Regions from separate parts of the Mus musculus genome. Here all the other regions are linked to region 4. Evidence: chromatin contacts called from public Hi-C and Micro-C data. All regions are on one chromosome and are shown on one strand. The core of a region is the stretch at or near the end of the contact, and the rest is flanking DNA. Distances in the headings are between cores, read along the strand shown. Region 1 overlaps Ptk2b (PTK2 protein tyrosine kinase 2 beta). Region 2 has its middle 76 kb from the start of Adra1a. Region 3 has its middle 46 kb from the start of Gm41184. Region 4 has its middle 36 kb from the start of Stmn4.

Region 1 (6,869 bases), core at 2,163-4,662, 180 kb after region 4:
AGCCTGCTTTCTTATAGAACCAAGACTACCAGCCCAGAAATGGTCCCACCCACAAGGGGCCTTTCCCCCTTGATCACTAATTGAGAAAATGCCTTACAGTTGGATCTCATGGAGGCATTTCCTCAACTGAAGCTCCTTTCTCTGTGATAACTCCAGCTGTGTCAAGTTGACATAAAACTAGCCAGTACATGGATCTTCCAGTAGTACTATGTCCAATTTTTGAGGACCCGCCAGACTGATTTCCAGAGTGGTTGTACAAGCTTGCAATCCCACCAACAATGGAGGAGTGTTCCTCTTTATCCACATCCTCACCAGCATCTGCTGTTACCTGAATTTTTGATCTTAGCCATTCTGACTAGTGTGAGGTGGAATCACAGGATTGTTTTGATTTGCATTTCCCTGATGATTAAGGATGTTGAACATTTTTTCAGGTGCTTCTCGGCCATTCAGTATTTCTCAGTTGAGAATTCTTTGTTTAGCTGTGTACCCGATTTTTAATAGGGTTATTTGATTTTCTGGAGTCCAGCTTCTTGAGTTCTTTGTATATATTGGATATTAGTCCCCTGTCAGATTTAGGATTGGTAAAGATCCTTTCCCAATCTGTTGGTGGCCTTTTTGTCTTATTGACAGTGTCTTTTACCTTACAGAAACTTTGCAATTTTATGAGGTCCCATTTGTCGATTCTTGATCTTACAGCACAAGCCATTGCTGCTCTGTTCAGGAATCTTTCCCCTGTGCCCATATCTTCGAGGCTTCCCCCCTCTATAAGTTTCAGACTGCTAATTTCAAGTTTTTAATCTTGACTCTTCTCTCTGTAAATGTGAATGCCCCACTGTGCTTTCTCTGTGATGAAACAAACTATGGCAAAGCAGGCATAGCAGCACTTAGCTATGATCCCAGCTTTGTAGGGGTTGAGAATCATCAGTACCAGGACAGCCTGAGCTACACAGTGAGACCCTATATCCAAAACAGAACAGCTTTGTGAATAATCATTGGCCATGGAGCCTAAGTCCTTGTAGAAAGCAGGCAGTGGCTAACAAGACCAGCAGTGCCCCGATGAGACATTGGTGCTGCCCTTCTTGAATTCCTACTTTGTTTTCTTTTTCTTTAGAATCATGTTTGTTAGGAGTTCTGAGACTTCATAACAGGTGGAAGCTTAAGTAATATTTTCCTCTAATATGCTAATTTGCTCGTCTAGGAAAGGGATTAAGACAACACCTTGCAAACAAGAATCATCCTTCACGCTTTTAAAAATCTGCCTTCTAGTACCTTTTCCTTTTCTTTCCCTTCCTTCCCATCTCCAGCTTATTTGCAGGTTGGGTGACCATAGTCCTCGGTTCCATCCCAGTTTGTATGCACTGTCCAGGGATGATTAGCAGTGCCTTGCTAATATCAATCCAACCATGAACTAGAGGGCAAATTTTACCATCACCCAGGTCTAAGTGCCATGCTCCTCTCTGATCAGGATGCTGAAGGGCTAGTTCGCACTCTCTTCTCCTTCTAGCTGACTCTTGCTAGTACATTCTGTGTGCATTAGAACTTCTGCTTTTCATATGGGAGAGCATTAAGCTAAGGGTGCGCTTGTGCCTGTGATACAATGTATCTTAAGAGTTGCTCTCACCCATGTGATGATACAATGTATCTCAAGAGTTGCCAGAGCCCAGCACCATCTTCATCCTAGATCCCTTTTCAAGGCCCTACCTTGTACAAATATAAAGTCAAGATTTATTTTTTACCAGGTGTAGTGGCGCATATCTATAATCTCAGCACTTGGGAAGCCAAAGCAGGAATATTTCTGGAAATTTGAGACCAGTCTGAGTCACAGAATAACTTTTGGGTTAGCCAGAAATACATAGCAAAACCCTGTTTTAAAAGGGGACAGGGCTGGAAATATGACTTAGCAGTTAAGAGAACTTCTTCTTGAAGAGGACCCAGCACCTATGTGGGGATTCACAAGTCTGCAATACAACTTGTAAGGAATCTAATGCCCTCTTCTGGTCTCTGTGGGCACCAGCCACTCATGTGGTACATACACATACATACAGACAAGCAAAATACTCAGACACATAAAATAAACCTTTTTAAAAAACACGCACATACAAAGAAAAAAAGAAAAGAAGGAAAGAATTTATCTTGGTTTTGTCTTGAAGTCTTCTGGAGCGTTCGTTCCCCACCCTGTCTCGATGCATTCCTCCCACCCATGGTGGGCTCTCCAGATTGCAGATGTCCTTTGGGTGCTGCTTGACACGAGGAAGGTGGAATCTAGCTCCCCAAAGCAGCAGGCTCTGCACCCACTTCCACTCACTACATGACCTGCCCATCCCCACAAGCCTCCCAGACTCCCCAGAGGAAGAAGATAAAGGTATTGCAATACATAGCCCTGCCCTAACTTAGCAAGACACTTACCCCAAGGGCTTCAAATTTAGTCCTGTCACCTAACTAGATACAGGGAATTAGGGGATGGATGCTTTTGTACCCCTTAATTCGTATGTTGAAGTTCTAATCCCTAATATGATAGATAGGAACATAAGACCCTTTGGAAAGAACTAGCACTGAATATTAGTGTGTTCCCCAAAATACCAGTGTTGAAACTTAATATTTAATATGGCAACATGGGAAGGCAAGGCCTTTGGGATGCGATAAAATCATGAATGGCATTAGAAGTCCTTAAGAAGGGGTTGAGAGCCCAGTGAGCTGGGCCAGCAGTTAGGATTGCATACTGCTCCTGCTGAAGGCTGAAATTTGGTTGCTAGCACCCATATCAATGGGTCACAACTGCATTTACTCCAGTATCAGGGTTAAAAACCTAAAAACCTCTTCTGGCCTCCATGGGCACTATACTCATGCATACAGCTCTTCCTCCCATACATACGCACATAAGTAAAAATAAAAATGTAAACATCATTTTTTAAAAGATGTCACCCTGGCCACCCCCCTCTCCTATGTGAGGATCGAGCATAGGCTCCATCTTGAAACCCTTGCCAGATGCTAGATCTTTGATCCTGGACTTCCCAGAACTGTAAGCAACATATTTTCACTGTCTATAACTGATCAGTAAGGAACTTTGTAGCGGCAGAAGGGACAGATTAGCACCAGAGCCAGGGCAGGAGCTCCCTAAGGCTGGCAGGCAGTCCCAGGCCCAGAGGCCATGTTCTTTGTCACCTAAGCATTCCTCACTTCCCTCCTTCAGAGGCACAAGGGCAATGCCTCAAGGTTGGAGGAGCTACAGAAAGAAAGGGGAGGGCTCCCTGTCCAGGAAAGCTACTCCTGAAAGAAGGCTTAGCCCATATCAGGCTAGCCCCGCCCCCGCCCCCGCCCCCCCCACATAAGACCAGCCCATGAAACAGGCAGGAAGGGCTCAGCCAGGAAACCACAAACCATCACCACAGAGTGACATAAAAAGAGGCACATTAATACACACTTCTTCTTTTCCGCACCCCTTCTCACTTCCTGTGTGTGCCTCCAGCTCCTCACACATACAGACACTCACCACACTGAGAACAAAGAAGATGTGAAGCCTGATGGGTCTCTCTTCGTTTATCTGTATGCATAGACTCGTGACGTCTGCGAAGGAGGAGGCAGGTGTCGGTGCTGCTGTTCTATTTTTGATCCGATAGTTTCGTGGTTGAATATCCTCTTGAGAGCTTTTATCACTTCGGAATGAATGCTTTCAGAGTGAAAAGTTGTGCAAACTTTAGTATTTTTCTCTGCTACCACTAGTTGAAAAATATCAGCCCCCTGAATCGAGGATTCAGAACTTACGTAGCTCTTGTCTTTACTTCCTAACCCCGCCTTAATAGGTTACTAGGAATCAATGGTTAAAACAACAGGAATGTTTCTCTCACCGCTCTAAAGACTGGAAGTCCCAAGTGCAGGTGTCAGAAACACATCTGGTGACTCCTACTGCTCCTGGGCTTTGGTAGCATCACTTCACTCTGCCTCTCTATTCCTACTGCCGTCTTTACCATAGCTCTCATAAGGACACCCCTGATTAGCAGCCACACAGAAAGTCCAGAAAGACTGTGAACTGAGTTGTTCGACTTAATTATATCTATATAGAGCCTCTTTTGAAATGTGATCTAAGGGTGAGAACATGGGAATATCTTCTTGGAGCAATCGATCCCCTGTTAGCTACCTGGTTGAAATTACTAGTGTTACCTTCAGGTATGTGCAGTGAGTTTAATGTAAAGGTGTTTCACATACATATTACCTTGACACCCAGCTGGGGTCAGGGAACTGAGCCCAGATGATACAAGTCTGTCATTTCCCCCCATTGCTAAGGGTCTCAGTTACCAAAAAGCCTGTGTGCTGCCCTGCCCTGCATCTGATTTCCTGTGAGGCTGTCAGAGATATGGTGCCTTGTCACTTAAAAAAAAAAAAAGATTTATTTTTAGTTATGTGTTTGTTTTTTCATCTGTGTGAAGGTATGCTAGGTTTGTGTATAGGTGCCTGCAGATGCCAGAAAAAAAAGCATTGAACCCCCTGGAGCTGGAGTTACAGTGGATCGAGTCACCTGACATGAGTGCTGGGAACCTAACTCTGGTCCTGTGGAAGACAGGACACACACTGCTATTGAGACTTCCTCCAGTGTAACTTTGTCATTTCCTAGATAACCACATCCTATTCCTTAGCTTATGATGTTAACTTCAATGGTACCCAAGTTTTGAATGTGATATACAGTCTTCTGTAACACTCTCCTGCTCACCTGCCTGCTCTCCATCTCTACCGGCTATCCAGATCTTAATCTCTTGAAGCCCTCTTTCTAGAGACTAGTTAGAATTCTACTATGCTGTTGACACCAAGACTTGGACATGAAGATTGAACTTCAGTGGCCCTGGGTGTTAAATGGCCACATGCAACAAAGAATCTTTTTGCCCCGTTATAGTTAGTGTCACTATTGATATGACAAAACACCATGACCAAAAGCAAGTTGAGAAGAAAGGGGTTTATTTGGCTTGTGCTTCCACATTGTAGTCCATCATGAAGGATGTCTGGGCAGGAATTCAAACAGGGCAAGAACCTGGAGGGAAGAGCTGATGCAGAGGCCATGGAGGGTGCTGTTTACAGGTTTGGTCATCATGGCTTGCCTAGTCTACTTTTTTTTTTTTTTATAGGCTCTAGAAACACTAACCCAGGAATGGCACCACCCATAATAGGCTGGGCTTTCCCACGTCAATCACTAATTTAGCCATGCCCTACAGGCTTGCTTACAGCCCAGTCTTATAGAAGCATTATCTCATTTGAGGCTCCTTCCTCTCCAGTGACTCTAGCTTGTATCAAGTTAACATAAAGCTAGCCAGCACATGCCCCAAATGTCAACAGCACCCTGATCAGACTCACTAATGCAGATTATTAGGCACTATAGCAAATGTAAATACTCTAGATCCATCCCCCACAGCCAATGACACTCTTCCGTTGTTCATTCTGAAGCAAGGCATGTGACCCATCCCCCAAGCCAACTTCACAATGTATTATAAAGTCATTACTTTAAAAGGTATCAGAGTAGCGGGGAACTTTTATTTTATTTTATTTTATTTTTGTAAAAAAGTACATTAACCTGCCTGGTACTTTCCTATCTGCTTTTTCTTATTCTTTCTTCCTCCTGAAGCTCATCTTAGCATTAAGAGCTCTTCCTTGTGGCATATTAACAATCAGAAATTTGAATAGAACAGGTCTATATTTAACAGAGTATTTTTATTTTTGAAGACAACCCCTATGCTCCAAGTCAGTTAAAGATAAGACGCATGTTACTGTCTCAAAATCTTTTTATTCTTCCTTTTCGAAGTTCTGTCTCCATGTAGAACAAAAAAGGTAATGAAGACACAGCTGTGTTGGGCTTAATGCTTATGCCATAAAACTCTTACAGTTCTGTGCTCTGGGCAGAATGAAGTCATTTTCCTCTGGACTATTTCTTCCAGAGGGCAGGTATGGCCAGATCAGCTCTAGGTGTGGCCTGATCATCCTGGGATAATTTTTATTATTTATAATCTTCTTTCTGTTCCTGGTAGCATCCACATCCACCCAAGCTATCTCATCATTACCTATGGTGCCATCATAACTACTATTTATTGAATAGCTAATGTGTACCAAGCATTGTCTGAGCTCTTAATGTACTTGGAATGTACATAAGGCAGGCCAGTCACAGTTATGTGTCATACGTCAAAACACCTTAGTCTGTCAATTAAAAATAACTGGAAATAAACGTAAGCCTGCACTGGTGTCTCTTGGAGAGTTATCACGGGAAGATTCTTTTTGAGGCAGGACACAGTTTTTGGAATCCTCAACCAATCACTGATTAGAACTCAAAGAGTGTATGTGTCCATCTGATCCAAGATCAGACACAGACAGTTGTTTTAGACCTATTTTGCCAATGTCTTTATTAAATACCTAGGAGTCTTAACAAAATACCCCCTGTAGTGTGGCTGAAGACTACAGAAATGCATCGCCTTGTGGCTCTGAAATCTAGGAAGCCAAGATGAAGGTGTGGGTAGGGCTATGCCCTTGAACCCTGTGGAGGAACCCTTGCTTGTCTCTTCTCCAGACAAGCATGAGGACTAGAGCTCAGACTCCCAGCACCTACGTCAAAGCTGGTGGGCACAGAGCACACCTGTGAGCCCCCACTCTGGGGACTGAGACATGGTGTCTTCAGAGCAAGCTGGCCAGATAGACCAGCAAAATCAGTGAGTGCTGGGTTCAAGTGAGAGACCCTGCCTCAACATATGAAGAGGGAGAATGTCTTCTGGAAGACACCTGGCATAAACTTCTTATCTCCACATGTACCTACACACATGTGGATATGAGGACATACATGCATGCACACCACACAGATATAAATGAACATTAGAAAGTAAATATACAAGTCGTGACAG
Region 2 (7,378 bases), core at 330-2,829, 180 kb before region 4:
TCTACAGTCTTTTTTCCAGGACCTAATCCAGTGGTTTTGTGTGGGGCGGGGGGGGGGGGGGTGCAGTTAATTGTCTACGGGGCTCACAAGCACTTCTGTAGACACTTTGAATGTCAGCTCATTTAATCCCCCAACCACTTTGATATCACCCAGGAGCGCACTGCTGATAGACGGACACAAGCCTGGCTTCCCATCTGGATTTCATGATAAGTGATCATTTCCACACAGTGAAGGGTACTTACTCTGGGTCTGAAAACTGACTGATAATTTTATATAGCATGGCCAAATATGTGATAATGATTATGCATGTGAATGTTGAGCATGTGGCACAGAAATATGTTTTAGCCAATGATGGACCATGTGTACATTTCTCAGCAATACTGCAGCCATTTCAGTGTGTCACTACATTCTGTTATGTTTGCACAATGGTGAGAGTTCTCATATCCTTATTATTAAACAATATGTGTCTCTACCTCTCTGCCTGTGCCTCTGTCTCTCTGTTTCTGTCTCTGCCTGCCTGCCTGCCTGCCTGCCTGCCTGCCTGCCTGCCTGTCTGTCTGTCTGTCTCTCTCTCTCTCTCTCTCTCTCTCTCTCTGTGTGTGTGTGTGTGTGTGTGTGTGTGTGTGTGTGTGCAGGCACGTGTATATTGTTTGACTTAAATGAACTGTATTTTCCAGTAATCTTTACATCTCTCTTTTCTGGTCTATGTAGAGATGAAGAATTTGTTTATATTTTTTTTCTCAAACTAACAAACAAGAAGCACACCAAACTTCCCATAAACCCAAAGGACATAATTCTTTGCTTTCTGCAGTGTGCTTGCAGTCAGTTGAATTAGGAAAAAGTTGACATTGTGGGGGAACAGACAGCCTAGGTATGGTGAGTGAGCCAAGTGCTTCTGGAAGGACACTGAATGCCAGCTCTCTTAATCCTGACATTTATCCAAGTGTGGGTATTAGGTCGGGTGCCATCTACATTTCTCTTGTCTCTAACATCCACTAATTCCAGTTGCCCCAGGGCCACCTACAGTATACAGAGCATCACCCATATACACATCCTTGTTTGTTACCATATTCAGTTTTGTGCTATGGCTGTAAGCTTGTGGTTTGGATTCTATATGATGGGATGCTTAGATTGGAAGATGAATCTGGATAATGATGAGATTTCCTTGACAAGTAAGACTATGATAATTACTTATTGGCACAGCTTGTCACCTAGTGAGATGACAGTGGCCTGATGCAGAAGGCTTATGAGAACTTGCTAACCGCAGGCTCTTGTGACTTAGAATCACCTCCTGCTGAGTCACGTTCTTCTAATGGCAGTGAATCAGCTCTCATTTGAATTCCTCTGCACTCTTTCCCACCTAATATCCTTGCTTTCTGCAATATAACTTCCTTTCTGCAACTTAAAGGTTGGAGATTTTTAACTGGAGAATTGCTGAATGACTCGGCAATTACATCTTGAAGGATGTGCCAAGAGTCATTGGAAACATAATTTCCCCCAGACTTACAGGACAGGACCCAGTGACACAGAGTGTCCTTTACAATGACGATAGAGCTTATGCTAGCTAGATCTTTAAATAGGCACCCGATCTTCAAAACCTTGACTCAAACCCCAGGAGTCTGAACATCATTATATTAAGCTTGCCTTGAAATCCAGTTTCACTTCAGTTGATTTATTGCTCAATTAAGAATATTGAAAAATGGCCACTTTTCCTTCCCTATTTTATAGGGATTGTGCTAGTGATGGCTTTAGACAGTTAATACACACTAAATATTATTGCACTTCTGCATTTTAGAATCATAGGCCATCTATCCTCTTCAGGGGATAGATATTAGAGTTGTCAGAAAAGAAAGCCAATGTTCCCTTCCAAGGCAAATAATTTTAGAGATAATAAAGCCTTAGAAATGTTACAAGGCATTGTGCTGATAAGGAAACGACAGTTGACTGTATCCGTATTCAGGTCACAGATATTTTCAGTTATTTTTCTTGGTGTATCTTAGATTGAAAATCAGACAATCTGTGAGCAGTGATAATTTTTCTCCCCCATCGTTACTTTAGTCGGTCCATACTGAATTGACATTTCCAGATGATGATGAATGTTACTGTGAGCCATGTTTGATTCTTGATTTTCACTAGTCAGGAGATTGGCAAATGTTACGGTTTGGAAACTTCCCTCTCACATGCATAAAAATGTAATCCCAGGTCCAGTAGGCTTGATAAGTACCAGTGAGAAGGAGGTGTTCCACAAGAACAGAGACCTTAGGAGTGGGCTGGTGTTGTATCATGGGAGTGGGCTTGTTATAAAAGCAGTTCCTTCTTGTGTGCCCCTCCTCCTTCCATCCACCATGACACAGCAAGAAGGTGCTTGGCAAACACCATGATCGCTTTTAGACGCCTCAACCTCCAGAGTCAGGAGCCAAACAGATTCTAGTGTATAAATTCCCCAGGCTTGAGTAGTCCTTTACAGCACTGCAAGATAGAGGATGACAGCCGTCAATGTAAACTATACTTCATTGTGTTAAAAAAATAAATTTTATGAAGAGGAACTTAGAAGCGAGACTAGATATTGGATAAGTTCGGTGAGATTTTCTACAGCAATAGAGACTATGGTTGGTATGGCTTGTCCTCCAAAGGTTCATGCTCAGAGAACTTGGTCCCTAGTGTTGAGACAGTGAGCTTGTTAAGAAGTGGGATCTGGTGGAAGGAAACTGGGTCGTGAGGGGGAGGGGGCTTACTTTACTGGTGAGGTTGACGCTAGCATGTAAGATCTAGAAGTGGATTAGGACCCAGGAGAATGAGTTGTTTTGAAAGAAGCCTGGTTCCCTTCTCACTCTTCGCCTGGCTTTGCAGATGTTTCTCTTCTGTACAGCCTGTTTCTGCTTCACAGCTGGGTTTTCATGAAACCAAAGGCCCTCACCACGACACCAGCACTTTGCTCTCTTTAACCTTCTGTCTACAGAGAGGTGAGTCACATAAACCTGTTTTGTTTATACTTTTATTCAGTGTTTAAGAATTTTGTATGACCACACAAGACATTGGGTGAAACCTTCATTTTATGCTCTGTTCCTTGATTAATGGCCAATAATTCGGCTAAGAGTCTGCTCCTAAAAGGCCTAGTTACAGCCTCCCTCAAAACCCATCTACAGGAAATTAACCACTGAAGGCTAAATATGAAATACCGGCAAGTGTTTAGTCAACATCACCTCTCTCATGGATGCTCCATCAATGTTATAGATGACAGTGGATGCTAGAGGGTCTTGTTGGGCAGACATAGGACTGATGCACCCTGCTGTATTCACAAACCTCTTTACTTCCCTGTTTCCAAATCATAGCATGTATAATAAACAAATGGTATTAACTAGAGTGGGCTTCTGAATTCTGGGAGCCATTCTTGCAAGTTACTAAATCCTCCTCCTAGCTTTATAGGCAGTCATATGGAAGCTCCAGAGGAAAACGACACCTAGACTATCTTTGTCAGGAAACGGGGGTAGAATTCAATCTGTAGGCAACTGTACTAACTCTGGCTAGCTAGTGTCAGAATTGAACAATGACAATGAATATTCCATTGGTGGTCAGAGAGTTAAACGGTTGTTGGTATTTCCTATTTGGCATCTAGAGGTTCAATGGCTAATTTCGTGTAGGTGTGTTTTGGGGGAGTCTGTGACCACCCTTTTTAGGGGCAGACTATACTTTGTCTTCTTCTGTCAGTTTGTACTGGGGATGGAGTTTCCTAACTTACCAAGCCTGAGCCCAGTGCATCTCTCTGCAGCCACAGAAAAGGGATGTAATCTGACCAGAAGGAAGAGAAAGGAGTCTGCATAGGTGCAAATATCTGGCACAGAGGGAACCATGAACCTATCGCTGATTGCCTCAGTGGCCTTGACCTAGTGCTCGTGTGCTGGTATGTTTGCAGTTTTCCTCTCTGCTTCCCACCTTTTGTTTTCTAGGGTAAATTAAATTTTTACACTTTTTTTCTTTATAGTTTGGAAATAAAGTGCTTCAATTCTATTCCACTAGAGATGACATTTATTTTTTTACTTGACTTATTCCCCCCGCCACTCACACACACTCTTACCAATGTTATGATTGATACATAGCTGTCATTTGTGTCTTCCTAACAGGACGTAAGGATTTTTACTTTTTAAATTTCCTGTGGTGTTGAAAGAAAGATGTGGTCTTAGATTTTAGATTCTGGATCATTACCATAAGAGCATATAAAAATGTATCATTTTTAAAAATAGTATACTCAACAACAATAAAAATCTAATTCACATTCAAAACTGGGCAAAGGCATTGAATAAATGTTCTCTGAAGACATTATATAACTTGACAATAAACACAAGAAGATGCTTGCAACATTACCCAGTAGCAGAATTCAGAACAAAACTGCAATGAGGTGTTTTTTCACAAACATTAAGATGGCTATTACAAAAGAGAAATAAATAACACAATGGACCATGAGGAGAATAACAAGCACTCGAAAGTGTGTCGAGAAATTGGAACGCTCGTGCCTTGCTGGTGACTATCTTAAGTCATGAGGCACTGCTGAAGATGACTGGGAAGTTCCCCAAAAATGTTAAACATAGAATCAAATGACTCAGAAACTCTCCTCCAGGCAGGCATACCCTCAGAAGAATCACAAGTGAGGACCCAGATTCATGTAGACTATGTCTGTAAAAGAGGTATCTCTAAGGGACCAAAGAGAGGCAGCCCAAGGGTCAACACACAGATGCAGCCAAAGCGAGGGAAGGTCCCTTTCTTCTAGTCAAGAAAACAGACTTGGGAAGAAATGAGCATTGCGGGATCTTGGCCTCAGGCCCCTAGAATGACAAGAAGATGGCTTTTTTGCTTTAGTGACACCGTGCTCATTTGGTCAGGGCAGCCTTTGGTGACCGATTCTGTTATCCTAATCAGTCAGTGCATCGGATGGCCAGATTCTCCTGTACAAATGACCTCTTGTCTCGGTTACCCTGCAAATTAAGATGGGACTCCCATAATCAGGTAGAGTTGGAACACAAAAACACCCTTGAACTCCATATTCTGTCATTATTTGTAAAGATGAAGTTCTCCCGTTCATTCATTCACTCACTCACTCACTCACTCACTCACTCACTCACTCATTCATTTATATCTAGCCACATGCAGGAAGACCTAGAATCAGAGGTTGAGAAGCTCTGCTCTGCTGCGCCTGTGCCAGGCAGTGGGTGGGGCTGTGAGAACCCACTCTAGACAGCAGTGGTGACTTCATGCTGAGGGTGTAACCTCTCCACGGAGTGCTGAAAGAACCAAATCCCACGAGTCTTGTTTTACAGCCTCTGTCAGAAGCCACAGCTGTCCAAGCAGTTAGCCAATGTTTTGAATTTTGGTTTGGATGTCTTAGTTCAGATAAAGACTCAGGCCCAGTTGTGACTTGGTGGAAGAGCGTGCTCCCAGCATGTGCAAAGCCTCCAGGCTGTCCCACGGGGCCACAACATTAAATCAAAATAAAGAGGGCTGCACATGGTGTCGCACGAAGTCTGATCCAAACCAGACGAAGAGTATATATTTTCTCTCCTTTTTCCATCTCCCATCAATCTTTGCATCACACCCTCAGACGCTTTTGTATCAGCCATGTTGACTGTGGAAGCCATGTTGACTGTGGATTGGGTAGGGACAGAGAGGGGTGAGGGAACAGAATGCTCACTTAGAGAGGAAAATGATTATGGGATGAAGCTCCCTGGAGCCCAGAGCACCAAATATGATAGCGTGCCCCTGAACTGGAGCATCCCTGCATGAGAGCACCCCTACACTAGAGAGCACCCCCTCTGCTCTAGAGTGCCCCTCTGGGCCAACCATGGCCTGAAAATGTTTTCTCTGTTTAGTTTGTCTATTGCATTCCACAGTGAAATGTTGTTAATTGAAAATAATTTTCAGGAAGGAAGACCAAGAGTGGAGACAAGGTTGGTGTCCCAGGGGTGGTCCCAAGGCTACAGGAGTAGGTTCAGGACCTGTCTCTGGGCTGGTCACTGACCCCTGACCTGTCCAGTCATTTATGTCTTTTGCATTGTTCCTGGTAACTTTAGACACTTTCTCTAATAAGACGCCATTGTCTTCCTGCCATATGCTTACTCTTTCACTCTGCATAACCTCTGCTGGTGCCTGGCTTCCTCCCTGCAAGGGGCTCTCCCAGGGAGGATGCACCACTGAAATCCTGGTTCTCTCACAAGGAAAGCCCGCCTTTCATGGCAGGCAGTGATCATGGTCAGTGCCACACTTACAACTCCTATGACCCTGGTTGTTTTAGATCCAGGAGGAATCTGAGGTCCTGACATCAGCCGCAGAAAAGCTGAGACCTGTGTTGTCCTTTTAGACTCCATGACAACAGTACAGAAGGGGGTCTCCAGTCTTCTCCAGGACACATGGGGACTGCAGCACAGGCCGAGTCACTCAGCAGTGACCCTCAGACTCAAGACAGCTTCTTTCTTGTCCTTGTGTGAGGATGACGGGAAAGTGGAGCATTTTAACTAGAGTGAACCATGGCACCATTTAACTGATTTCTGGATGGCTTGGGCATCTGTGGCAAGAAAACAGGGAAGGATTTGGAAAGAAAATAAAACAATTCCACTTTTATCTAACAATATTGATAGTCCCTCCTCACTGTCTAATCTTCAGTCCTTGGATATTTTTCATGTCTGGGTAAGTCACCTATGTAAATGGTGGGTTTAATATTAATTTATAGATGTGTTGTGGTCTTGTTGATTCAAAATTGTCAGGTATCCAGTTTCCAGTATTGGGGGTATTATAAACAATGCTGCTATTAATATTCTTGAAATTAGCACCCTTTATGAGCCTTCTTTTCATAATAAATTCCTAGAGAGATTGTGGGTCAGCTCAGTGGGAGACCACCTGTCCGACATATGCAAGGCTCACCCCCTTGCCCAAGACAGACAGTTTTCCCACTGGCTTCAAGAAAGAGCCAAAGGACAGAGGTGGCACCCACCTGCATGCCCCTGACTTTGTCAGCGGATTTGCCAGCCTGTATTGGAATGGTTGTGTTTAGAATTTCCTTCTCCCTGCAAAGTAGAGATAGATGAAGAGACACACAGCTGTCTAGCAATCTCAAGAAAACAATGAGTGTGTGACCCTGAATGGGGTCCTTTCTGGAACTAAAGCTTTGGCAGTGCCACAGCCTGAAGCAGGAATCTATCTACAGAAAGTGCTTTCTCATGCTAATTCTAAATTCAGGAGTCATACTTATAAAATGCAGCAGAGAGGAAAGACCTGCTTCAGGTTACAAGAGCCTTCAAGCACACAGGGTACCTCCCTTGGAGAAAACAAACAAACACCAACCAACCAACCAAAGCACCTATTCCTTCCATCCTTTCAGTCATCTGGGTGC
Region 3 (6,900 bases), core at 1,413-3,912, 140 kb before region 4:
CAAACCTATGCTCTGGTGTTTCATCCCTTTGAATACTACATTAGACAGCTGAATTGTGTCAAATAGCACCTTACGTTGACACAGTTGGCTGTCACAGTCACTGGGGCAAAGGTCAGCCCCTGTGAAGCAATCTTAACAGGTCAAGCAAGGAAAACCCTTTAACCCAGACCTTTGGCCCATTTGTTGAGAACAGAACTGTTGTATCTATACATGTGTACATTCTGCCTTCACACATTTACTCTTTGCTTTTTGTTGGCAGATGGGAATCATGCAGCACACGAGGTTTTACAATGACATTTCCATATCTGTGCACAATCTACTTTAATCTTATTTATCACCCGTTCTTCCGGAGAATTTCCCCCTCTCCTCTTCCTGTCTCTTTATCTCCTAATAAGATCCTTCCTACATTCATGTCTTTAAAATGTTTTATTTCTAGATGTCCATAAAATAAAAATATGATATATTTGTCTGACTCTGACTTCTTCACTCAGCAGAGATTACCAGATTCTCTCATTTTCCCTCAATTTTCATAATATTGTTATTCTTAATGGCTGAATAATACTCAGAGGGGTGGTGTGTGTGTGTGTGTGTGTGTCCCCTAATAAGCGTCAACTGTCAACTTGACACTGACAGCCTAGTGCCATCTGAGAGGAAAATCTCAATGGAGGGACGGCCTACATTAGACTTGCTTTAAGAAAGTCAAGTTAAAATCTAATCCCCTGCAATAATAAGTGAGAGCAGGCCATCTCCTAGAGCAGGTCATCTCCTAGAGCAGGCCATCTTCTAGAGCAGGCCATCTCCTAGAGCAGGTCATCTCCTAGAGCAGGTCATCTTCTAGAGCAGGTCATCTTACAGAGCAGGTCATCTTACAGAGCATGTCATATTCTAGAGCAGGTCATCTTACAGAGCATGTCATATTCTAGAGCAGGTCATCTTACAGAGCATGTCATATTCTAGAGCAGGTCATCTTACAGAGCATGTCATATTCTAGAGCAGGTCATCTTACAGAGCATGTCATATTCTAGAGCAGGTCATCTTACAGAGCATGTCATATTCTAGAGAAGGTAATCTTCTAAGCAGGTCATCTTACAGAGCAGGTCATCTTACAGAAGAAATCCTGTCTGATGAGATGCATGTCAAGTTAATACTCATGCTTGCTCCTGACAACCACACAGTGTGTGGAAGCCTCCGAATTCCAGTTACATTGTCAGGTGATGAGAATTGAAGAAAAGAAGAATCACTTTTCTATTGGAATAAAACAATACTCACAGATTCTAATATCAGGGATGCGTGTCCTGGAGGACATCTCTGAGGTCATTCTTCCCCCCCCCCCCCACGCCAAGGGTTATATTTAAATATTCATTTAGTTCCATGGCCACATTGTGTTTCAGTCAATGTCATCATTGGCAAGTCTAAGTTCAGGATTGTTTATCTTATTTTATTTTATTTCATTTTATTTTATTTGCATTTGTGTATGTGTGAACGCATGCACATGCATGCATGTGTCATGTGCACATGTGTACCTTATTTCCTTGAGATGTGGTCTCTCCCTGAACTTGGAACTATGCTAGCACCGAACAGGACCCAGATTCTCCCATCTCAGTCCTTCACAGCACACACAACCATGCCCAGCTTTATGCTTGGGTGCTAGGGATCTGTATTCTAGTTTCTATGCCTGTGCAGCTCGTGCTTTTACTCATAGATGCATCTCTATGGATCCTGACGTTTGGATTATCAAGAAAAGCGGCCTACAGTCATCATGGATGCTATTACAGATGGAGAAGAAGGCAAATAGAATCTGTTAGCCAAAAAGATCAACCTCATCATGCCGCAGTCGGAAGAGGAGCAGGTGGTGGGGGAGATATCAAAATGGGATGAGAAGATGAAATATTTTGAAAATAGACGGGAACACAAAGATAATAAAGGTTACCAAGAATTCATCTCACAATGACAACTACAATGTCCCTGAGGCTGCTTTCTTGCCTTTGGGCGTTTGGGGCTTTGCTTTACAAAATCCTTTGTGCTTTTAATAGTTTCCCATAAAATTACTTTTATTTTGTGATTGTTTCAAAAGCAATACGTAAGTCATGGGGGTGGGGGAGAAAAAGCACCTTAATGAAAAACAATCCATTTTCCAAACACACAAAGAAATACCCATGTTTAACATTTGATGTTTATATTGATTTTTCCATCCAATGTATTAAGTGACATTTGGAGCAACGAGAAAATAAAGTTCAAAAAGTTCAGACTGGGAAATGAGCACAGTCGATGTGTGAGATCAGGGAACTGATATTTTTCTTCTCAGTTCTCAACACTCATCACAGGCCGTTTTTGTGATGAGAGTTTGGTGGTGCCCCTCACAGGGTGATGCTCCCTGTAGATAGGGAGTCGGGCCCCACAATTAATGGCTCAACCACACAAGACTATCTCCAAACTCAGATGTCAGCTTCAAGCTGTAAGTTAGTGGCAATGGGTCTGACATGGCAGGATACTGAAGGCAGCTATAACATTCACCCCTCCCCGCCAAATTCAATTCATTTGCTAGGGAAGCTCACAAAACACAGGGAAGCGCTTTCCGAACAGTTTTATCAGTCTACTGGATTAACAGGACTTGTTATAGAGAATGCAGATAAAGGACTCGATGAAAAGTCCAGGGAGTGAGATCCAGAAGGACCAAGAGTAGGAGTTCCTATACCATGGGTTTGGGGTACACAGTCCTCCTATTGTGTGGGTGTGTTAGCCACCTAGAAGTCCCACACACCCTGTTCTTCAGAGATTATCCCAGGGGCTTCTTCCCAAAGTGGATCTGAGTTTCCAAGCTTCTAATCACACGATCCTTTTTGTGATGATTCCTTGTCTAAGGGTCCCCAAGGGGATCACAAATTAGAATAGAAGTCACTTCTAGAACCCCTGCAGCTTCTGAAGTGTCAGGTTTCAGGCAGTCCATCAGGAAGCGCATGTATCTTGCACACTAGAGTATCATAGTTGTTTATAGACAACACCTTGTCCTTTCCTGGCAATAGGGCATTGTTTTCATTTTATGTGTATGTGCATTTTGTTTGCATGTATGTTCACCATGTGAGCCAAGTACCCACAGAGGTCAGAAGATGGCATCAGAGCCCCTGAAATTGGAGTTACAGATGTTTGTGACCTGCCATGTGGGTGCTAGGATCTTTGGCAAGAGCAGCAAGGGTTCTTAACTGCAGAGGCACCTCTCCAGCCCCTCAATAAATCACATAAAAATATGCTATCTAAAGACATGAAATTGTTTTGTATTGTTATTATTTGTAATTTTTGTTTTAATTTAGAATGACACAGTGATTGCTTTGCATTATTAAATATTCTGTTAAAATTAATTTTTAATGGGATACTTTGATCTACTTAGTAGTTTCCTGTCATTGGGCATTAATTTGTGTGCTCTAACAAAGAATGTTAATAGTAGAGAATAATCTTTGCACTCAGTGTGTGGCAATTATTTTCATCTATAGCTTACAGATGTGTAACTCACAGAGGTGAAGTATTGGTAGAAAGGATACATTATATTATGTAATCTACCTATGTGTGGGATTATTTTACTGATGATGAAAAATTCAAGGCTGGATGGTATACCTCAGAGGTAGAGTTCTGAGTTAGATGCCCAGAACACAGAAAATATGAAAGCAAAACCAAAACTAATATAAAGATGTAAATTGTTTGTCATTTGCAGATTTGCTACCTTTGATTTAACATACATTATGTAGGAGACATTATTCTCATAGCTTTATGCATGCCTCAGTCTATCAATGAGTTCATAATGGGTTATAAATGCAATTGCATTGATTGATTTTATGCGCGCGCGCGTGTGTGTGTGTGTGTGTGTGTGTGTGTGTGTGTGTGTGTGTGTGTGCGTGCTCATGCCTCTATGCTTCTGTCCACATGTGGACTCAGAGAATAGCTTCCTAAACTGAGTTTTCTCCTTCCAACCTGTGGGTTCCAACGAGCAAAGTCAGGTTGTCAGACTTGACAGCAAGTGCCTTTTCCCAGGAGTATCTTGTCCGCCCTCCTAGGAGCTTTCTAGATGGCCAGCCCTATTGGGATGTATTGGGAAGACACTAGCTCCTGCTATCTGCCTCTACTCAAGTAGATTTTGCCTAAAGAAACACAATGATTGCATCTGTATTTTTTGTTTCAAGCAGAGCTTCCCAGTCCTGATGTAGAAGCCTCTGATATGATAATGTCCACGGCCATGTCAAACCAGGCAGTCGGAGCACCGATAGTTTTTGAGGTATCTAAATATTCCGTGTATTCAAAGACTGCTTTCATTCCTAAATTAGTTCTTTTTGAGGGTCCGAATTTTTCCAAGAACAGCACAAATAATGGGTTGTTCATGTTATTGAATTCCCTGTGTCTTAGATAATCAATGTTTATAGGACAAGGTTCTCTGAGCTGATGGAAATACAGTCAGAAAGTGCTGGGTTTTCCTCATATTTTCTTTATAGTTTTATTTAATGTTACTATGTACTCTGCTTGCAATTTATTATCTTGAAAGGGCTTTTTGCTGGAATCACATCTTGCTTTGATATGTTACCATAGCAAAAAAAAATAGCTAGCTGCCTTTAAACCTTTAGAATTAGTCTACCCTCTCCAGGAAAGATGAGTGCTAAGGGTCAGAGTTCACACTGTGAAATGAAAATACAGAACTCAGGAACAAGGGGTTGTGAAGGGGCTCAGTTGGTAAGGGGCTTGTCTTGTATGCCCGTTATCCCGGCTCTGCTATGGCAGCAACAAGAAGGTCCCAGGATCTTGACGGCCAGGCACCGTAGTTGAAAATACATGCTCCAAGTTCAGGAAGAGATTGTGTCTCAAAAATAAGGGAAAAGATACTGAAGAAGACACCCAACACTGACCTCTGGCCTTCATTTACACTTAGACATATGTCCATATGCACATGAACACACATACACACACACACACACACACACACAGAGAGAGAGAGAGAGAGAGAGAGAGAGAGAGAGAACCCCAGTTATGTTTTCTGCATTTTTAATCACTTATTTTAATTCTGAAACTATATGTGATTGGATACAATCTCTTCCAATCTTTGAAATATATTCCATGGTGGGAAATAAGGTTTATGCTGCATGTGTAATGTAGAAAAATCAGTTTCTATCCCTTCACCCTGCTAAGGTTAGCTGTGGTAGTGAAATGAGTCAGTCCCTGAGGCTGGTCAGCTCTATCAGGTTGAACAAACTCTCACGCAGATGTCCTGCACCATGTTCTCATCTATTCATCTTAATCTTGACAGCGACATTACTAGATGAATATTTCTTACAGTCATTTGAAGTTAAGAACATTGGGATTTGCAAAGATTTGTCAAATAGTCAAACTGAGTTATATCCAATCGGTTCAAAGCTGCAAACCTAGTTCGGTTGTTTCAGATGAAAAGATTTTTCTTACTCTCTCCTCCTCCCTGCTTGATAGCCTTTGAATAATTGAGAGCATCGTGGGTGTTAGATACAACGATGGGGATGAATCTCAAAGACATATGTTTAGCAAAAGAAGCCAAGCACAAAAGCGTATGTTCTGTCAGAGTCCGTACAAATGAAGTCCAAACACTACAGGCAAAAGTAGTCCTTAAGAACAGAAGCAGGGTGCAGCTGACACCTGTCAGAAGGCATGGCTGAGAGCTTAGGACATTTCTGGAAGGCCGATGAAGGGACTTTCCATGATGGATGAGGATGTTCTGCATCTTGTTACATGGTCCTCCTCAACTGACAGAACTCCTAGTCCCAACAGCTTAAACTGTGTTCTTTGCCTGGTGCTGACAGGTCTCCATTTAAAGACAGGAGAGTATTATATTTAAATGACTCAAAGTGTAAGGTCTATCACATGCTTCCCTGGAGGGCTGTGAAACGAAACCACATGGATTTTCTACTTTGGAATAATTAGCAGAAACACTGTCTTCAACTACAGCTTGGCCTCTGGTTTGGGTGGAATGGAGAGAGGCAAGAGAAATTTGAGCTAGTAGATGCCGTGCCCCAAGTCCCCTAATCTCATCAAGAGACTGTACTGTTGATCTATCTTATTTTATTTTATTTTATTTTATTTTATTTTATTTTATTTTATTTTATTGAGACAAGGCTTAGTTATGTAGCCTTGACTGGCCTGAAATTGCTGTGAGGCTAAATTATTGACAGAGATCCTCCTGCCTCTGCTAGGTTTAAAGGACTGCACCACTATGCCTGGCTTCTGTAATGATTGTATTAACAATGGCAGACATTTCCTGAATACTTCCTAAGCACCAATCACAGGGTTAAATGCTTCACTCTCTTTTCTGTTCATGCTCACAGCAGCACCACGAGATGAGAACTGTAATCACACCATCTGACAGATAATCCCCCTGTGATAGTGAATCTCCGTTGGATCGGGAACCAATTAAGAGACAAGCTTCTAGGCATGTCTGTGCCAATCCATCTCCGAAGGATTAAGGGATGGGGAAAATACTTCCCCCCATTGGTGGCACCTTTTGGCAGTGGTCCAGATCTGAATAGATCCAATGAAAAACTTTCTACCTGTTTATCTCTGCCTCTTTCTGCGAGTGTGTATCTGTTGCTCCCCTGCCACTGACATCAAAGCCCAGCTTCTTCAGCCTCGCAACCCTGACTGAAGACTAGTGGCTCTCCAGGAAAACTCCAGACCTTCAGCTGCAGATTGCCACTGCTGCAGCATCTTGCCTTGGACTGACTGCTTCCTGGGTTCTCAGCCTCTCCAGGGTGCAGACAGACATGGCTGGACTATCTAGCCTGTATCATGTAGGTCAATCAGCAAGTTCCCGTGTGTGTGTGTGTGTGTGTGTGTGTATGTGTGTGTGTGTGTGTGTGTATGTGTGTGTGTGTGTGTGTGTGTTATGTATGTGTGCGT
Region 4 (6,580 bases), core at 2,615-5,114:
TCGTTTAAAACATGAAAGTGGTACCTACAAAAATAGCACTAGAGCGAGGATTGGAAATATTGATTGATGGAACACAGAGGCGAACTAAGAACAGGACTATGGGACAGAAACACCGTGTATCAAAGACATGGCAGACAGCTCGATGTGGGAAGAAGCAACTATCAAACTTTAGTATGAAGGCTAGCGAGGTGGTGCCATGGAAGAATGCTTGCTAAAAGCCAGAGAGTCTGAGCTCAAACCTGAGAACCTCTGTAGAAGCCAGAATGAGATCTCAGTACTGTAATCCCATCTCAGTACTGTAATCCCAGCACTGGGTGTCAGGGGTGGACACAAGCAGATCCTGGAAGCTCCCTGTCCTGTCAGCCTAACTGGAACATTGAACTTTGGGTTCAGGGAGAGACCCTGTCTCAAAACAATAAGGAGAGGAATAGAAGAAGGCACCCAGCATCGTCCTCTGACCTTCAGTTGGGAATGAATGGCATATCTACACAGAGAGAGACAGAGAGAGAGAGAGAGAGAGAGAGAGAGAGAGAGAGAGGAGAGGAAGGGTATAAGAACAAGTAGTCGCAGTGCTATCACACACCTTTAATCCCATCACTTAGGAGGCAAAAGCAGGCAACATGGCCAGCCTGGTCTACAGAGCAAGTTCTAGGACAGCCAGGGCTATGCAGTGAAACCCTGTCTTGAAAAAAACAAAAACAAAAGCAAACCAACCACCCGACCAAACACACACAACTAGTCAGAAATAACTTAAAATCAGCAGCCTACCTCAAACCCTGCACCCAAATGAGCATCCCACAGATTATCTCCCCATGCAATAACTGAATGGAGGGCAGGAATAGCTTGCAAAAGAATCAGAAGAGCTGGAGAGATCTTTCTTCCAGAGGTCCTGAGTTCAATTCCCAGCAACCACATGATGGTTCACAACCACCTGTAATGGGATCTGATGCCCTCATCTGGTGAGTCTGAAGATATATATATATATATATATATACACACACATATATACACATATATACATATATATGCACATATATACATATATATACCCATATATATGTATATGTATATATATATTAAAAAACAAAATCAGAAGAAAGACTAGATAAGTATTTAGGCAATTTCATGATGAGAGGACAACATAACCCCATTTGTCTCCATTCAGGGACCAGGCCTGATTTCAAAAAAAGGTACCAGCTTTAGGAACAGCCCATAAAATCCAGAATAAGATCATAAAATCCCCTCCCAAAGAACAGCCTGGGAATAAGCACAAGAATGGGAAACATCTTCTCTCCAAATGAGCCATCTGTGCTGGGCAGCCCTATCTCATCCTTCAGTTAACTGTTCATGATGTAGAAATGCAGACCACTGGCCACCCTGTAAACCCCCCCCCCCCCCCGCTGCCCCCAGCCCCTGCGTCACTCACCAATGAAAGCTTAGATTACCTAATCCTTCTAGAGAGTTCCCCTGGTGGTTCCCTATAAGAAGGCCTGCACACCTTTGTCCGGGGTTGCCATTTGGGAGAATGGTTGACCTCCCTGCCCGGGCGCATGCTGGATGTTTCTGAAGAATAAATGCTCTCTGTCTTCGAATACTATCTGAGTCTGGGGTCTTCTTTTAGTGGTTTTTTGGACCCTTACAGTGATAGCAGAAAACCTTAAAGGGAGGCTTTCATCGACCCTGCTGTGTGAGAATGTTAAGTATCTGTGCCTGAAAACAATGCAGAAATAGAGAAAATGGAAGTGCACGCCTTCCAAGTGTACTCCAAAAGCTAAAACGTCACAACATTAAGAGAAGGCAAAATAATAAGGGGAGAGAACCAAGCCCAGAGCCTAATATAAGTGAGGGGTACTAACAGAAAGCTCTCAAAGGGACAGGATATCAAAAAATGCACTTAACTCTGTAGTAATGAAAAACGTGAATAAAACCAATGGAATTTGGTTCCTGGAATCTATGTTTTAAAAACTGTTAATTCCCTAGATGGTACGGGAAGTAAAGGAAGTTTTGGTCAGCCCAGGTGTGAACACCAAGAAAATTAGGGAAAGAGAAACAAAGAAAATGGAGGAGGGGGGAAAAAAAAACAGGAATATGCCCGCATGCGCGTCACAAAAAGCCAGGAGCTTCGTGCTGGGATTTTTTTTGTTTTGTTTTTTCGAGACAGGGTTTGCCCTGGCTGTTCTGGAACTCACTTTGTAGACCAGGCTGGCCTCAAACTCAGAAACCCGCCTGCCTTTGCCTTTGTAAAGGTGTGCGCCACCACGCCAGGCGCACTCGGATCTTCTAAGGAAGCACCCTTATCAGCCACTTTCCAGGAGCAATGGCGGCTGCCAAAGAAAGCAGTAGCTCTGCTGCTCAAGGGAGCCAATGTCTGCCTAAAGCCAGGCGGTGACCAGAAGGGAGTGTCTGGATTAAATCGAGAAAGCCGGTAGTCATTTGGGAAACAGCAGCTGTGTGCTTAACTCTTAGCTGGAAAACCTGGAAGGGCTTAGAAGGGTGATGACTCCTGGGAACTTAAGAAAAGAGGACTGGAGAGACTCCACCGCTTGACTAGGTAGGCACTGTGTACTCAGAGGCCATGGCTGTACTCAGATGCCTGAGCTAGAACAGGGTCACTCACTGCCAGCAAAACGTTTTGGTAGAAGGAAGGAGAAAACTAAGCCTACAAAGAAAGAACTTTCTTTTCCCGGAGACCACAGGAACTAGCAATCCCAACCTGGGACCAGAAAGCAGAGCAAACAGAAATAGGTAACAGATGTCGTGATTTATTTAATCAATATTTAACTGCCGGTAACAGCAGGAACTGAGTGTCTTCTACAGAAAGAGCCATGTGAGCAGCTCAATGATTAGGGATTGAGATGAAAGACCCAGATGTCTTCCTGATTCGTGTTGGGAGTTGTTTGTATAAAATCTGAAAGCTACATGCAAAGGACCCATTCTCAACCTGTGGGTCAGGACCCCTTGATGGTAGAACAACCGTTTCACAAGGCACCTAAGCCCATCTGCATATCAGATATTTACACTATGATTCATAACTGTAGCAAAATTACAGTTATGAAGTAGCAATGAGATATTTTTATGGTGGGGAGTCACTTACAGCACGAACTGTATTAAGGGGGTAGCAGCATTAGCAAGGTTGAGGTGCGGTGATCTAAAGGAATATACATGTTACAAAACAAAAAGCAAGTGTTGTCCTACTGACTAACAAGTCAGATAAACTTGGAATAGCTGAATATGGAGGTCATTGATTTTCATGTAGGTTGTTAATTAAAGCCGTTAATTTGATCCACTAAGTATTTAAAAGAGCAGCTCATTGATTATCAGTGAAATCTAAGACAAACTGTCATGGGTAATGAAAAGATCCTAAGTAGACGGCAATTGCCAGCTTTTAAAATAACTGGAGGTTTGATCGAAAGGAACCCATGAGTGTAAAATTGACTGAAGGGGTTTTTAAAAAATATGAATAAATGCCAATACAAGTTCAGCCCACACAACAGAAGCGGGACAAGTTGGTAACGGAGTAAACGCTTGGAACAACAGCAGGCAGTGTTTATTGTCAATTTGACAGTCTAAAGTCACCTGGAAGATGGGCGTGCTATGGAGATTATCTTTATTGCATGGGGCAGGAAGACACGCCCACAGGGGGTGGGGCCATTCTCTGACTGAAATCTGAGACTGTAAGCAAGGAAGAAGTGTGCTGAGCAGTGGCACCTATGCCTTCGGTCCTTCCCCTCTGCTTTGGACTATGACTACTAATGTGACTATCAAACTCAAGTTCCGGCCTTCCAGACTTCCCTGCAGTGATAGGCCACGATCTGGAGGTGAGGGCTAAAACAGACCCTACTTCCTTAAACTGCTTTGCTGGGGTATTTTATCACAGCAACGGGAAAGGGAACTAACACAAATGGTAAATAGAACAGTGGCTGTTGTGGAAGACCGTAGGGGTTGGCCAGAGCCAGGGACCCTCCCCTTTTGACTAATTATGTACCTCCCATGGAAGAAACAAGCTGATCCTCTCCTCCTAGGTCTCCTCCTCCTCTTCTTCCTCCTCCTCTTCCTCTTCCTCCTCCTCCTCCTCTTCCTCTCCCTCCTCCTCCTCTTCCTCTTCCCTCTTCCTCTTCCTCCTCCTCCTCTTCCCTCTTCCTCTTCCTCTTCCTCCTCCTCCTCTTCCTCCTCCTTATTTCTTTTGAGGATAATTTGATTCTTGTACAAATATTGCTGCCTTTGTTTGACTTTGGATTTGGACAAACCTAGAGTCAAAAAATGTCCCCTTATTTATACTTTACAAGTTGTCCCATATGAGGCAAGGCACCTCCAGCCTTCATCTCTTCTTGGTAAAATGGGGCTGGTAAAACCCATCTAGTGGGCTTTAAGGCTTAAACTTAATCAAGGATTCAATAAATAGCAAAGTGACTGACAAGGAGCTGGACACTTGGTTACTGTTGCCTGTCTTTTAAATGTTCCTGCTCCTCTCATGGTCCCCTAGCAATAAAATCCAGTGGCCTTCCGGAGTGTAAAGAGGGGTAAGTCACAGGAAACGCCTTCAACATTTGGAGTGGGTCTAAAACATTATCAGCCTAGCCAAGAGTGTCAACTGGTGCATTCCTAAAGCTGTTGGCAGCCACTGCCCTAGTGGACTAGGGCAATTGTTCTTTCCACAGTTTGAGAGGACCAGACCTCCCTTTTCACAATGAAGTGCAGGGAGGGTGACTCCCCTCCCCCACCCGAGAGGCAGTATGTGTGAGCAAATTCTCAGTCCTTTTTTTTGTTGTTGTTTTTAAAAATCTCTTTTAATAAGTTCTGTTTTATGATCAATCACAAGTAGGTTATTCATGGGAGAGGAGGTGCCTCTCTGGGGAAAATACACTAGCAGAAGATTGAATTTAAAGCATCAGAAACGATGTGACAAGATGTAAAATAATACTATGCTAACCTACAAATGACTTATTAATGCTGTGGGCCATGTCTGGGGCGTGGCCTCATTTACCCAATAAAATTTATGGATGGATAAAGACATTAACAATGAATAATTTCAGTCTGTGGTATCCATGGATACATAGCTCAATTGGAAACCATTTCTTAGGAGTTCATAGGCAGCCATTAATAACCATTGAGTCTTGGCCACACAGCCTTTGACAGGCTAGCTTATCAGAGCTCCACGCCTTGCTGGAGAGACTTATGTGAGCGCAAGGCTACAAGGAAACCTACACTTAATGAATGTCTATTAACGTCTTGAGGAGAAGATGAGGAGTGATTAGCTGAGAGAGTTAATGAATTGTCTGTTTAAGTGGGTTTACGAGGCAAATGAGCGTGTGGAGGTGAAATAGGACATCCAAAGACGTTCTGGCTCAAGTACACTGTGAACCTCTAAAGCATGAGCATGCAATATTTCCCGAGCTTGTCAGATGAATGGAGCCTTTCTTCTCAGAGAATTTTAATGAAAACCACATTGAGAAATGTGGGGAATGGAGATAAAACATACAGAAAATGTAAACAAGTCAGATAAATATGGTGCACTTGTGTGCATGCATACAAATTGTGTGTGTGTGTGTGTGTGTGTGTGTGTGTGTTTCTCTCAACAGGATACTTTTATCCCATAAATAACAACAGCAGCAGAATAGCTTCCTAAGCAGGCTGCACCATACAGCATTTGCATGACCTCAGTTTGCCTGCCATTACCATCAAAGGAAGAAGCAATCCGATAGCTCATTGGCATCAGCTCTTGCAAAGCTATAAACATCCCAAGACCCCTCGTCACCATGGCAACCTTATCCCTAATTACCAACTGTAACAGCTATGGTTGCAGTCGCCTCTTTTGTGCAAATTTGTCCTGGAGAATTCTGGGCGGTTCCCGTAGTAGAAACAGTACGAACGCCACCTGCTGGTCATATTCCTGTACTGCGCTAGCTCCCTGTGATCTCTGGGGTCCAAAGTCAAAGCCAAGAAAATAAAGCAAGATGAACAATCATCAACTCCAGAAAAGGGGTTCAGGGAGTGGGGGAGGTTTGGGGGAACGAGGGGTCACGAGGGAAAGTGACTGTGTGTAATTTTTACAAAAATAAACTTCCGTTCTTATCTTAATAAAAGTAAGGGTCCTGGAAACAGTGACAAATCTTCAAAGCATGATAGAAAGCTGAGATGGGAACATAAAAATTTGAATGTGAAAACACATGTGTTTGATATTAAGAAATGTATTGGAGTCCGTGTGAACTCCTAGCAGAGACCTGCTTTAAGTGCATTAAATACTGTCAACTTGCTTTAAGATGGCAGTGTAGAAGCTGGGGAGACCCTCACCTGCAACCCCTGCACTTGAGAGGCTGAGACAGGGAGGAACTGGCATTGAAAGCCACCTGATGAGTGAGATGCAGATAAGCCTGTGAGATGTAGCAAGACCCTACTGCATAAACTTAAATGGCAAAATGTGTCTAGAAAACTGCTAAGTGTGATTATCAGATATGAAGATACACCAGACTGTCACAGACCAGCTTAGGGAAATTAAAAATCGGAGCCCTGGGGTGGTGGGGAGGAATGCCCATAAATTCCCCTGGATGCTTATTCGCTTAGGATAAAGTCCTATCATCTA

What was found. Hi-C and Micro-C count contacts between places; a contact is called where the count stands out from the background.
Region 1: a contact with region 4 is called in a Micro-C map of the G1E-ER4 cell line. The contact joins two enhancer-like sites. A contact is called at or near these places in 7 of 484 Hi-C or Micro-C datasets (the G1E-ER4 cell line, adipose-derived mesenchymal stem cells, embryonic fibroblasts and 4 more) and 1 of 115 datasets of contacts at active chromatin or transcription factors (large pre-B cells).
Region 2: a contact with region 4 is called in a Hi-C map of the G1E-ER4 cell line, with 4 times the contacts expected there. The contact joins two enhancer-like sites. A contact is called at or near these places in 11 of 484 Hi-C or Micro-C datasets (the AML12 cell line, the BV-2 cell line, the G1E-ER4 cell line and 3 more).
Region 3: a Hi-C map of the G1E-ER4 cell line shows a contact between it and region 4, with 2.0 times the contacts expected there. The contact joins two enhancer-like sites. A contact is called at or near these places in 6 of 484 Hi-C or Micro-C datasets (the AML12 cell line, the G1E-ER4 cell line, nephron progenitors and 1 more).

What each region holds. Positions count from the first base shown.
Region 1 is chr14:66,196,539-66,203,407 of GRCm38.p6, reverse strand. All of the region lies in intron 2 of Ptk2b (PTK2 protein tyrosine kinase 2 beta), which reads left to right. Among named protein-coding and RNA genes, the nearest start is that of Gm52098, 21 kb to the right of the region's middle. Within about 2 kb of position 3,412, at least 121 of the 459 cell types and tissues checked have an H3K27ac peak or open chromatin away from gene starts, as enhancers often do. A contact at or near this core is called in the G1E-ER4 cell line, where this site is marked.
Region 2 is chr14:66,555,787-66,563,164 of GRCm38.p6, reverse strand. No RefSeq gene overlaps it. Among named protein-coding and RNA genes, the nearest start is that of Adra1a, 76 kb to the left of the region's middle. Within about 2 kb of position 1,579, at least 19 of the 459 cell types and tissues checked have an H3K27ac peak or open chromatin away from gene starts, as enhancers often do. A contact at or near this core is called in the G1E-ER4 cell line, where this site is marked.
Region 3 is chr14:66,515,258-66,522,157 of GRCm38.p6, reverse strand. No RefSeq gene overlaps it. Among named protein-coding and RNA genes, the nearest start is that of Gm41184, 46 kb to the right of the region's middle. Within about 2 kb of position 2,662, at least 1 of the 459 cell types and tissues checked has an H3K27ac peak or open chromatin away from gene starts, as enhancers often do. A contact at or near this core is called in the G1E-ER4 cell line, where this site is marked.
Region 4 is chr14:66,377,330-66,383,909 of GRCm38.p6, reverse strand. No RefSeq gene overlaps it. Among named protein-coding and RNA genes, the nearest start is that of Stmn4, 36 kb to the right of the region's middle. Within about 2 kb of position 3,864, at least 26 of the 459 cell types and tissues checked have an H3K27ac peak or open chromatin away from gene starts, as enhancers often do. A contact at or near this core is called in the G1E-ER4 cell line, where this site is marked.